Linked DNA regions of Sus scrofa: region 2 is linked to region 1. Evidence: chromatin contacts called from public HiChIP or PLAC-seq data. All regions are on one chromosome and are shown on one strand. The core of a region is the stretch at or near the end of the contact, and the rest is flanking DNA. Distances in the headings are between cores, read along the strand shown.

Evidence for each region. HiChIP or PLAC-seq counts read pairs in DNA pulled down with a chosen protein or histone mark.
Region 2: a contact with region 1 is called in an H3K27ac HiChIP or PLAC-seq map of alveolar macrophages. The contact joins two enhancer-like sites. A contact is called at or near these places in 3 of 47 Hi-C or Micro-C datasets (liver and skeletal muscle) and 2 of 2 datasets of contacts at active chromatin or transcription factors (alveolar macrophages and skeletal muscle).

The regions. Positions count from the first base shown.
Region 1 is chr15:58,839,131-58,844,303 of Sscrofa11.1, forward strand. All of the region lies in intron 2 of LOC106506245 (a long non-coding RNA gene), which reads right to left. Among named protein-coding and RNA genes, the nearest start is that of HS6ST1, 220 kb to the right of the region's middle. Within about 2 kb of position 1,626, at least 6 of the 83 cell types and tissues checked have an H3K27ac peak or open chromatin away from gene starts, as enhancers often do. A contact at or near this core is called in alveolar macrophages, where this site is marked.
Region 2 is chr15:58,927,386-58,932,702 of Sscrofa11.1, forward strand. No RefSeq gene overlaps it. Among named protein-coding and RNA genes, the nearest start is that of HS6ST1, 140 kb to the right of the region's middle. Within about 2 kb of position 2,201, at least 14 of the 83 cell types and tissues checked have an H3K27ac peak or open chromatin away from gene starts, as enhancers often do. A contact at or near this core is called in alveolar macrophages, where this site is marked.

The DNA.
Region 1 (5,173 bases), core at 376-2,875:
TTTGAGGATCGGATGGAATGGCCATATGCGTTTCTGTACAGAGGTGCAAACCTAGGCTGGGAGGTACTCTGACTTTAGATCATTCGTGTGTGCCTGGGGCAAGTACCTCCCAGCCTCAGTCTGCTCCTCGGTAAGACAAGAGCAACAACCCCTGGCCTCCTGCTGACAACACTGCTCTCTCCTGAATGACTCTAGCCAGGCTCCTCTGTGCCCATTCTGACCAGTCCTCCACCTGGGCTGAAAAGAACTGGCCCGTGCACACTGAGGTGTATGGAATGATGGGCCAACAATGATACATTGTGTATAGCACAGGATAATCTACTCCATATCCTGTGGTAGTCTATATGGCATCAGAAAAAGAATAGATATGTGCACATGTGTAACTAAATCGCTCTGTTGTACAGCAGAAATTACCACAACATTGCAAATCAACTATACTTCAATAAAACTTAAAAATGAACTGCAACTTTCAACATAAATGATTTCCTCCACCCTTCCACATGCACACTAAGAAAACTGAACAAACACCAGTGTGGCTTCTAGGAGTCTAAGATCATGACCTGTCTCCTAAAAATGCTGCTAAAGAAGTCTTAGTGCCACCAAAAGGATCTGCCATTTGTTTCAGCCAATATCTGACTGTGGGCTCCTGAACCCCAGCTCTTTTATAAAACTTAAAACCGTAAATCCTTCCTCCGTCCATCCTTCCATTGAGATAGATGTGTCTCCTGCCACCCAGGAATGTCTTTTTCAAGGACCTGGAACCAGGACTTTAAAATGAAAGAAGATGTGGTATATATACACAATGGAACACTACTCAGCCATAAAAAAAGAAGGGAATAATGCCATTTTCAGCAACTTGGATGCACCTAGAGATTCTCATACTAAGTGAAGTAAGTCAGAGAGAGAAAGACAAATATGAGATGATATCACTTACATGTGGAATCTAAAATATGGTATAAATGAACTTATTTACAAAACAGAAATAGACTCAAAGGCATAGAAAACAAACTTATGGTTCCCAAAGGGAAAAGGAGTGTGGGGGGAGGGATAAGTTAGAAATCTGGGATTCACATATACACACTACCATATATAAAATAGATAAACAACAAAGACCTCCTGTATAGCAAAGGGGACAATACCAATATTTTGTAATAACATGTAAGGCAAGAAGAATTCATACATATATATATATATCGCTGTGCTGTATACCTGAAACTAACACAATTATTATAAATCAATAATATTTAATATATTTCAATTAAAAATAAGATAAATTTAAAATGTAATCATCAGGAAGGACAGGGCCCTTGTCCCAGTCTCTGTGGGAGGGAAGCCTAATGTGATGAGCACCAGTTTTCAGACACAGAACCAACACTGACCAGTCTCTCACCTGCTTCTTGTGATTTTTCACTTGACTCTGCTCAGACTACACTCACCCCCTCCCTACTCCTCCATTCTCCCTTCAGAGCCCCATAAGTCACCTCTGCTGAGTCAGAATGAAGCTCAGCTCTCCCCCAACTGCAGTGATTACACAATAAAACATTACCACCATTTAATCAATGTCTAGCTGTATTTATCTTGGATGCTATCTCAGACTTTATGGGTCATTTCCTAATGATGGTGCAATGCCTGAAAGGAAGGGTGTGTGGGAGTTCCTGCTGTGGCACAGTGGGCTAAGGATCCGGCATTGCCACAGCTGTGGCATAGGTCACAGCTGTGGCTCAGATTCGATCCCTAGCCCAGGAATTTCCACGTGCTACAGATGCAGCCAAAAAAGGCAAAAAAAAAAAAAAAAAAAAAAAAAAAAAAGAGGGGGATGTGTATAAGGCCTCTCTGAACACACTAGAGAAGCTTCAGAGACACATGGGAGTCTGGGCAATACTGTGGGCATTTATTGGGCATTTATTGGGCATCAATTGTGTGGAAATCTTCATGTCCTCAATCTACTAAAAGGAAGATCTGGAAACATAGCCCAGGCCCAGGTGACTCCAGAAACTCCATGGCACTCAGCCAGAACAAGGTAGCAAGGTGTAAAGAAGCCACACATGTCAGGTATGCCATCTCAGGGACTGAAACATTTTGCACCAACAAAATGCCATGCTCTGGCAGACAGTGTGGTAATGGAGTCCCCAGGTTTTTGAACAGTAACGCCACAGCAGCCACAGACCCTGTGAATGCGGTGGCAGGGAGGAGAGACAGGGAGGTGGGGGAAGGGAAGGCAGGCCTGAAATTTTCAAGTGGCCATCTCCTGCCCTCTTCCTTCCTTAGCCTCCACATCCTTCCCCCAAAGGAAACCGTGGGGTAGGGGACAGCCCTGGAAACTGACTTCATGCTAACTTCAAGAGGAAACTCCTTTCTAAGCTGAGGACCTCTGCGCCAAGCTTTTGTCTGCAGGGAATTTTTCTGTGGTTTATTAGAAACTGAAGAAATGCTGACAGAGCAGTTTTGCCCACCCTAGCAGGCAGCAAAGTGCACCTCATTAGACCAGCTTCCTGCAGGCGACAGAGAGGGACAGAGCAGAGGCTGAGGAGGGTGGGAGGAGAGACGGAGGACCGGTCACTGCCTGGGTCAGCGGCGGGAGCACTGGCAAGACGAGTGGGAGTGACCGAGGGGCCCTGCACAACCACCTGCCTGCTCAGGCACACCCTGCTCTGGTAACAGGAGCCAGAGGACCGACTGGGCAGTGCTGGGAAGAGGTGCAGGCCCCCTGGGCCCCAGATCCCAAGTGGCTGGTTCTGAGAACCTCTCCCCACCTCCTTCCTGTTCCTTGTGCCCCAGAGGAGCACAGGAGATGCCACATGGAAGAAGGGACCCCATTCCCCTTTTCTGGGATTCCCCTACAAGACCCCAGATTTTCTGAATTTTTCCTGATTCATAAAGTAATCACATTTTCTCAAACATCTTACTTCCACACACTTTAATGTCTTTTTAAAAATAAGCCACTGAGGGCTCAGGATGATGCAGCAGGGCCCAAGGAAATCATGTGGCTACCGGTCACAATTAACTGTTATGTCCCCCATCCCTCATCACAACAATCCTCTGAAGTATTACAGAGGAGGAATCCCAAGATCAGGGACACTGAGCAAACTGCCAGAGTTACACAGCCAGCAAATTGGGTGGAAGCCTGGGGCCCACATTTAATCACGGCTCTAGAGTGTGGTTTAACTGAGCAGACTGTTTTCATATTCATTCTCTCATGTGATTCTCATAAAACATGATGACATAAGCACAGCCAGAATTATACCCATTTACCAGATAGAGAAACAAAGACCCACATAGGGCCTTGAACGAAGCTACACACCAGGTAGATACAAAGCCAGCAAGAACTTAAATAGTCCATGTCTTGGCCTATATGTTATTCTACCATGCCAGGTAAACTTTCCTATGAAGGCAATTTTTTTTAAAGATTTAAAAATTTTTTTGTAGTTCCCATTGTGGCTCAGTGGTAACAATCCTAACTAGTGGAGTTCCCATCGTGGCACAGTGGTTAATGAATCCGACTAGGAACCATGAGTTTTCAGGTTAAATCCCTGGCCTCGCTCAATGGGTTAAGGATCAGGCATTGCCATGAGCTGTGGTGTAGGTTGCAGACGCGGCTCGGATCCTGCATTGCTGTGGCTCTGGTGCAGGCCAGTGGCTACAGCTCTGATTCGACCCCTAGCCTGGGAAACTCCATATGCCACGGGAGCGGCCCAAGAAATAGCAAAAAGACAAAAAGACGAAAAAAAAAATCCTAACTAGTATCCATGAGTTTGCGGGTTCAATCTCTAGCCTTGCTCAGTGGGTTAAGAATCCAGCATTGCCGTGTGCTGTGGCACAGATGAGGCTCAGATCTGGTATCACTGTGGCTGTGGTGTAGGCCAGCAGATACTCTGATTTGGCCCCTAGACTGAGAACTTCCACATGCCACAGGTGAAGCCCTAAATTAAAAAAAATAATAATATATATATATATTATTTTCTTTTTACGGCCACGCCTGCAGCATATGGAAATTCCCAGGCTACAAGTTGAATTGGAGCTGCAGCTGCAAGCCTATGACACAGTTTGCAGCAACGCTGGATCCTTCACCCACTGAGCAAGGCCAGGGATTGAACTTGCATCTTCATCAACACTATGTTGGGTTCTTAACCCACTGAGCCACACTGGGAACTCCAGAAAAGATTTAAAATTAATAGGGATCACATGATCTTGTGACTGGATGGAGCCTGGGGTAGAAGAGGAATCATTTGGCCAAAGGGAGTGGTAGGAGAGGAAAGGTAAGGATGCTGAGGGGTTGAACTTGGAGGAAAGCAGGAAGGCTGCCTGGAATGGGTGCAAAGGCCACACAGAGAGAAAAGAGGAGTCCTAGCTGCACAGACTCAGGCACTGGGGGCAGGGGAGGTGGTGTCTGCACAGCTGCCTGGATGGGGACAACCCTCCCAGACACAGGCAACTGGATGTGGGTCTGTGCATGCCTCCACGTGGTGGGGCGGTAAGGGAGAGCCTCAGCACTGAGTGGGCCACATCTTCCCATGGCCCTTGATCCGCCTACACCCAAGTCAGGGCATCATCACCCCTGAAGCCCTCCTAAGGAAGAACCCAGAAGCCCTCCTGTGATGTTCTCAAGCTTAGGCAGCTTTTACAGACAAGCCTGACCTCCTCTAGACGTTAATTACTCATTCTTTTGGAGTTCCCACTGTGGTGCAATGGGTTAAGGATCCTACATTACTGCAGCTGTGGTGTAGGTGGCAGATGTGGCTCGGAGTCAATGCCTGGCCTGGGAACTTTCATATGCCATGCCTGTGGCCAGAAAGAAAAATAAATAATTTGTAATTTTAATCCCACAGTTGCGATGCAGTGACTTTGGTCCATCACGTCTGCATGTGCACATATGCACATGTGTATAGGCATAAGCCTGTGGCATGTGCATGTTTACGGCGCATGTGTGCGTTTGTGCATTTGTTCCCACCTCTGCACCGAGGTGTGGGGCATGAGAAACAATTAGGGGCACAGCCACCCCAGCAGCAGCTCAGCAGCAGCCCTGCTCAACATTTCACCATCTGCTAGTACGGGAAGGATCACTACAGCTGGGTTTTGCCCACAGATTTTGATACTAAATAACATTTCCAGCAAAAGTCATGTAAATTGTTTTGTCCAAAAGGCAGGAGATGGAGAAAAATGGGAGGCTGCAGAC
Region 2 (5,317 bases), core at 951-3,450, 89 kb after region 1:
CGTGACTGTAACCCTGCCTGGGCCCCATTTCCATGGCCTCCCTTCCCCCCCTTGGCACATGCCAGGCAGTATTCTGGAACAGAGGAGATACAGGGGAGAAAAATAAGAGCTGCACCCTCGTGAAGTTCACAAATCAGATGGCACATGTGTGGGGTTGTGGGGTGGCCAAGGAGCCTTCCTGAGAAGGTGACAGCAAGCAAACAGCTAAAGGAAGTTTAGGAGCTGCCCACAGGGTATCAGGAAGAAGAGCACTCCAGCCAAGGACACAACACGTGCCAAGGCCCTGAGGCACAGCCTTCCCACTGTGTCCAAGCATATGAAGGGCACCTTGTTGAGCTCCAGTGCCCAAGTACAGGGCTGGCACATGCCAGTTTCCTTAATAGTTACCATATCCCTGGAGCCTCTCGACCACCTGAGAAGCCCCACTTTGCTGCTAAGGAAACTGAGGCTCAGAGATCTCAATGGCTTGCTAAAGATCACATACTCATCTGCCTGGCTCCAAGACCTGTGTCTGTCCTTGTCCCCTCCCCACTTAATGCTGGGAGTCCAGCCCACCTGGCCTTGGCATTGATATTCCTCTAGAGAAAGACTGTACAGGTGAATGAATGAATGGATGAAGGAATAAAGGAACCCACACCAAGACATGCCTTGCAGTCTGGCCGGGCAGGGGACTGGCCCCAGTCTCTCTTCAAAATAGGTCATGGCTGGTTGATCCCTGTGTCCCATGAAGCTACCCTGCAGCCAGAAACCTCAGGCCAAGGCTAAGGCAAGCAGAACCATGACCCCAGTCAGCCAGCTTTTGCCGGCTCCAGGGCCAGAAGGGGCATCTGAGTTACTGGCAGGGGGCTGATCCACACCTGGATGACAGCAACAGAAAGGAGGCAGCAAGGAAAGGCATCAGGAGCCCCATTACCACCCGCCTTCTTCTCCAGCCACCTCTCACCTCCATCCTGTGGGCCCCAGCTCCCAGGCTCCCACTGGTTTGCTGCAAGAATCCCCCTGACCAGAACTTGGGTTGGCGTCCCTCTACCCAGAATGCTCAGCGTGGCCCCCTCCTGCTTCTGAGACTCAGCCCAAATTCTGCTCCCCCAGGCAGCCTGCTGACCCTTCCCTCCCCTCCCCCCCCCCCCCGGGTCCATCATTACCCCCTTGAAGACCCAGCCCACCAAGGACTGACTGCTTGTCACTGTTGTACAAACAAGCTAGGGCCCTGTGGGACTCCAGCGCACACAAGCATTTCTGGGTCCTCCATTCCTTGTTTTTAGGGAATAAGCTTCAGCCTCTAAGACCTTTCCTGAGTTCCAAAGGGCAGTTGCTAATCAGGGAAGGGAAGGGATGCAGAGACCAGGGAGAAGAAGTCAAGAGACAACAGTGCAGCCTTGGGGCAGGGTCCTGGTTCCTCTTCAAGGAATGTACATAACAATATCTTCAAGCCTTTCGGCACAATTAAAAGCCCCAACAGATGGAAGAACTACTTGATGAAGCTTTCTTCATTCCGGGAAGAAGGAGGACCACCAGAGCCAGTCCTGGACCACTAAACACCAGCTTTGAAGGACAATGCATGCTTGCCTCTAGCCTGATCCTCATCTGCAGCCTTGTTTCCACTTTCCAAACTATAAAACCACCTCCTAACCCCTTCCAAGGGGTCACAGTCTTTAAGGCATTAGCCTGCTGTGGTCCCCTTTCCTGGCAAAGCCATCTTTTCCTCCTTCACCCAAAACTCTCTCCACATAGCTATTCGGCGCCAATGGACAGAGGCCAAGTTTGGGCAACAGTTGCAGTGCTTGATGCAGACCTTGTTTTCCCTGGAGCAGGCGCTGAGAGTGCATCCCTCTGCCCTCTGTCCCCAGCAAGCCACTGGCAGGCTCTCCTGAAAGCATTCAGGGATGGAACCAAGCTCTCCCTGCATAGCTCAGGCAATCTGTTTTCTCTTTCCGAGAGTGCTGCAAATCCATTTCCCCGACAGTGATGGGAATGGGTATTGTCAGCAGTGGGGAGGGCACATTATGAATGATTCCACTCGAGTCCATTTCTAAAAGGAGGAAATCAATATGCTCTTCCCGGCACAGTCTGCTCCCCTCACCTGACCTCTCTGCTCAGGCCCCAGCTGCTCCCTGCCACCCCCCTCTCCCCTCCTTCCTTCCCAGAAGGGGCTGGCCCTTTCTCGGAATCACCCACAAACCTCCGGAAACCGGGTTTCTCTTCCAGGGAGAGTGCACCCATCCACCCAGGTCACCCGGGGAGAGAGGAACTTGATCTTGCAGCACAGTCTGTGCTTGAGAAACTTTCAAGGACCTAGCCTGGGGCCTCCAAAATCACCATCAAGGCTGGGCACCCCACTCAGCATTCACACAGATTGTTTGCAAAACCTGTGGGAACACCCAGACATCAGGATCTGTCCTAGGACCATTGCCTGATGGGCAGGCTAGGAAACTGAGACTCAGGCAAAGTGGCCCCCCAAGGATACACAGCTCAAATGTGGCAAAACCTAGGTGCCAAGCCCAGATTTCTGCCACAGCTCCAGCTGGTCAAACACCAGCTCTGTCACTGAAAGCCCGTTGAGCCTGAACAAGTCCCATAACATTTGCAAGCCTCCTCTAGAGGGCTGGTATAACGCCTCCCTGTGGTGACACAAGTCCATCTAGAAAACGTCTGGCCAGTGGTGCTGTAAACGAGGCTGTCCCATCCTACATCTGTCTCTGCTTCTCCCCTCCTAACAGACCTCAGGCCTGGCTGTGTTCTTCAGAAAGTGAAACCCCTTACCCAAATGTGTCCTGGACCTTGCCTGGCCATCCCACCCCCACCCCCTTCTGGGAAGCTTCAGCCTGTGTCACAGCAGCAACACAGCCCCTCCTAGCCTGAGGCTAACTTTAATAATGAATGTTCAGTGAGCATTCTCTTTACTTAATTCACTCTCTCTCACCCCAAAGTCAGGCCATCCATTTTTCTGTTTTGCTTTGGAAGCCTTTCCACAAATCCACTTTCAGGAGGCAACGTGATTCAGCAAAAAAAAAAAAAAGGCTAAAGAAAACATGCAGAGACCTGGTTCCAGCTGTGCCACCAACTGGCTGTGTGACTGGAAACACCCTTCTTCCATCTCCAGCCTCAGTTTCTCCCTCTGTAAAATGGGAAGGTTGAGCTAGCTGCATCACCAGGGCCCCTCCAGCTGGGGGCGGCACCTCCCTTCTGCATGAGAGGAACTTCTGCTGGGCATCACCTGATCTGCCCTGGGGACAACCCCCTGGGAGGAATTTACAATCAGAGATTAGTATCACTCACACTACACACCCAACGGACAGTGAACACCCTTGTGGATGTCCCCTCACTTTTTTATAGAGTCAGGTCCAGCTACTTGCCCCTTAAAAAAAACAATACTCGCAAATGTTGGTGGAAAGGCAGGTTGCTTTCAGTCAGAACGCTTGCCATCCTGGGAGATGGTGGACTCAGTGTCCCCCAAAAACTATCTCTGAAGATTCTGCTCAGCCATGAAATTTTTTAAAGAGAAAAGGGAAGTGATCTCGGCTAATCATTGAGACGGGGGTCAGTGTCATTGCCATCCCCAACTGTGTGCAGGCGTGTAGATGTCTTGTGATATTGTTTCTTTAGATGCTATTGTGAACTGGAGTTTGGCACTTGCCATCTGCCTCTACGGAATTAAACCATGAGCCACTGCACTGCCGACCCGAGGCACACCCCCAAGCAGAGCTGAGGCACTCTGTGCTCTGGGGAAACTGGAAGAGCAGATCTTCAGAGAGTTAGATGTTTTAGGAGAAAACTTCTTGCATCTCCTCATATTAGAAAACCACTAAAACCCTTCATGGTGCTGTCTGCTCCTCATGACTAGTAGTAACCTTCTGTTACAGCAAACTTCCGTAAAATGTATGCAGGGCTGCATACACCTTCCCATTCACCTTTATCACTTATATCTTGATATTTCCCCTTTTCTCTTTGGGGCAGCTTTTCAGAGCTATCTGAAATACTGCCTCCTGGACAGTAGCTAAGTGGACAAAAGACATCACAGTCACCTGTGAATGCAGTCACTCCCAAGAGTGGGCCATTGAACCCTGAGGAAACTCAGGAAAGAAACAAACAAGACTGGCCCACAGCTGAGGTGCATATCAAAGGAGTGATTCCACTAAGCCCAGACCTTTACCTCTTCCCACAGAAACTGGTTTTCTATAAATCTTTCCTGTAAATCTTTTGTTCCTATTACCTTTCCTTTGTTGCAAAAACTCATATATCCTAGGTCCTTGGAATGGTTTCTCAGGGCTACCTGAGATGCTGTCTCCTGGGCTTAAGTCCTAATTTTGCCCCAAATAAAACTTAACTCTCAACTTTCAGATTGTACATTTTTTTTAAGCTGACACTGTCTTGTTCAGTTTGTTCAGAAATCACTGAAGGGGAAGCTGGGGAAGTGACCTAGTTGTTGGTTAGTTACTTATTCTTCATTTCTACGTCTTTGGTCTATGGAAAGACTGACAAGTTTAGGCAGGGCATTGTGGAATCAAAAGACTTGACAGGTACACTTGGACCAGAGCTGAGTAGAGATGGGGGCTCCTGGTTTAAGACCCGTGACAGGGAGTTCCCGTCATGGTTCAGTGGTTAACGAATCTGACTAGGAACCATGAGGTTGCAGGTTCAACCCCTGGCCTTGCTCAGTGGGTTAAGGATCCGGTGTTGCCGTGAGCTGTGGTGTAGGTGGCAGATGCAGCTCAGATCTCCTGTTGCTGTGGCTATGGTGTAGGCTGGCAGCTACAGCTCCGATTAGACTCCTAGACTGGGAACCTCCATATACTGTGGGTGCAACCCTAGAAAAGACCAAAAAAAAGATTGGTGACAGGACTGCTGCCTGGAGTTTGGCTGCTCCCTGGAAGAGGAAGAAGGATCCTGGAGGATCCAGGAGGTTAGGAGGTTACACTCATCACTTCTGCTCACAATTAAGCTGGAACCAGTCCCTGGGCCCCCCTCAACAGGGAGGAACCCAGGAGGTTCCCCTTTCCAGGGCACACAGGAAGCAGCCCACCGCCTGCCACCCACACCCACATTTCCTAAGCAGGGGCTCGGGTGGGGCTGCCTAGCCATGAGAGAAGAGGGGAGTGGGCAGGGGCCACCTGGCTCCCCAGATCTGAGCCTCAGCCAGACAGGCTCTCTGTGGGAGCTCTGGGGGCCTGGTGGGGAGGAGGGTCCTCCCGGACTGGCAGCTGGGGGCCCTCCTCCTGCCCTGCCCCTGAGCATCTTCATGAGGGTGCTGCACATGGGGCAGCTTGGGGGTGGCGGGGGACAAGCAGGAAAGGGAAGACCATGTGGGCAGGCAGCC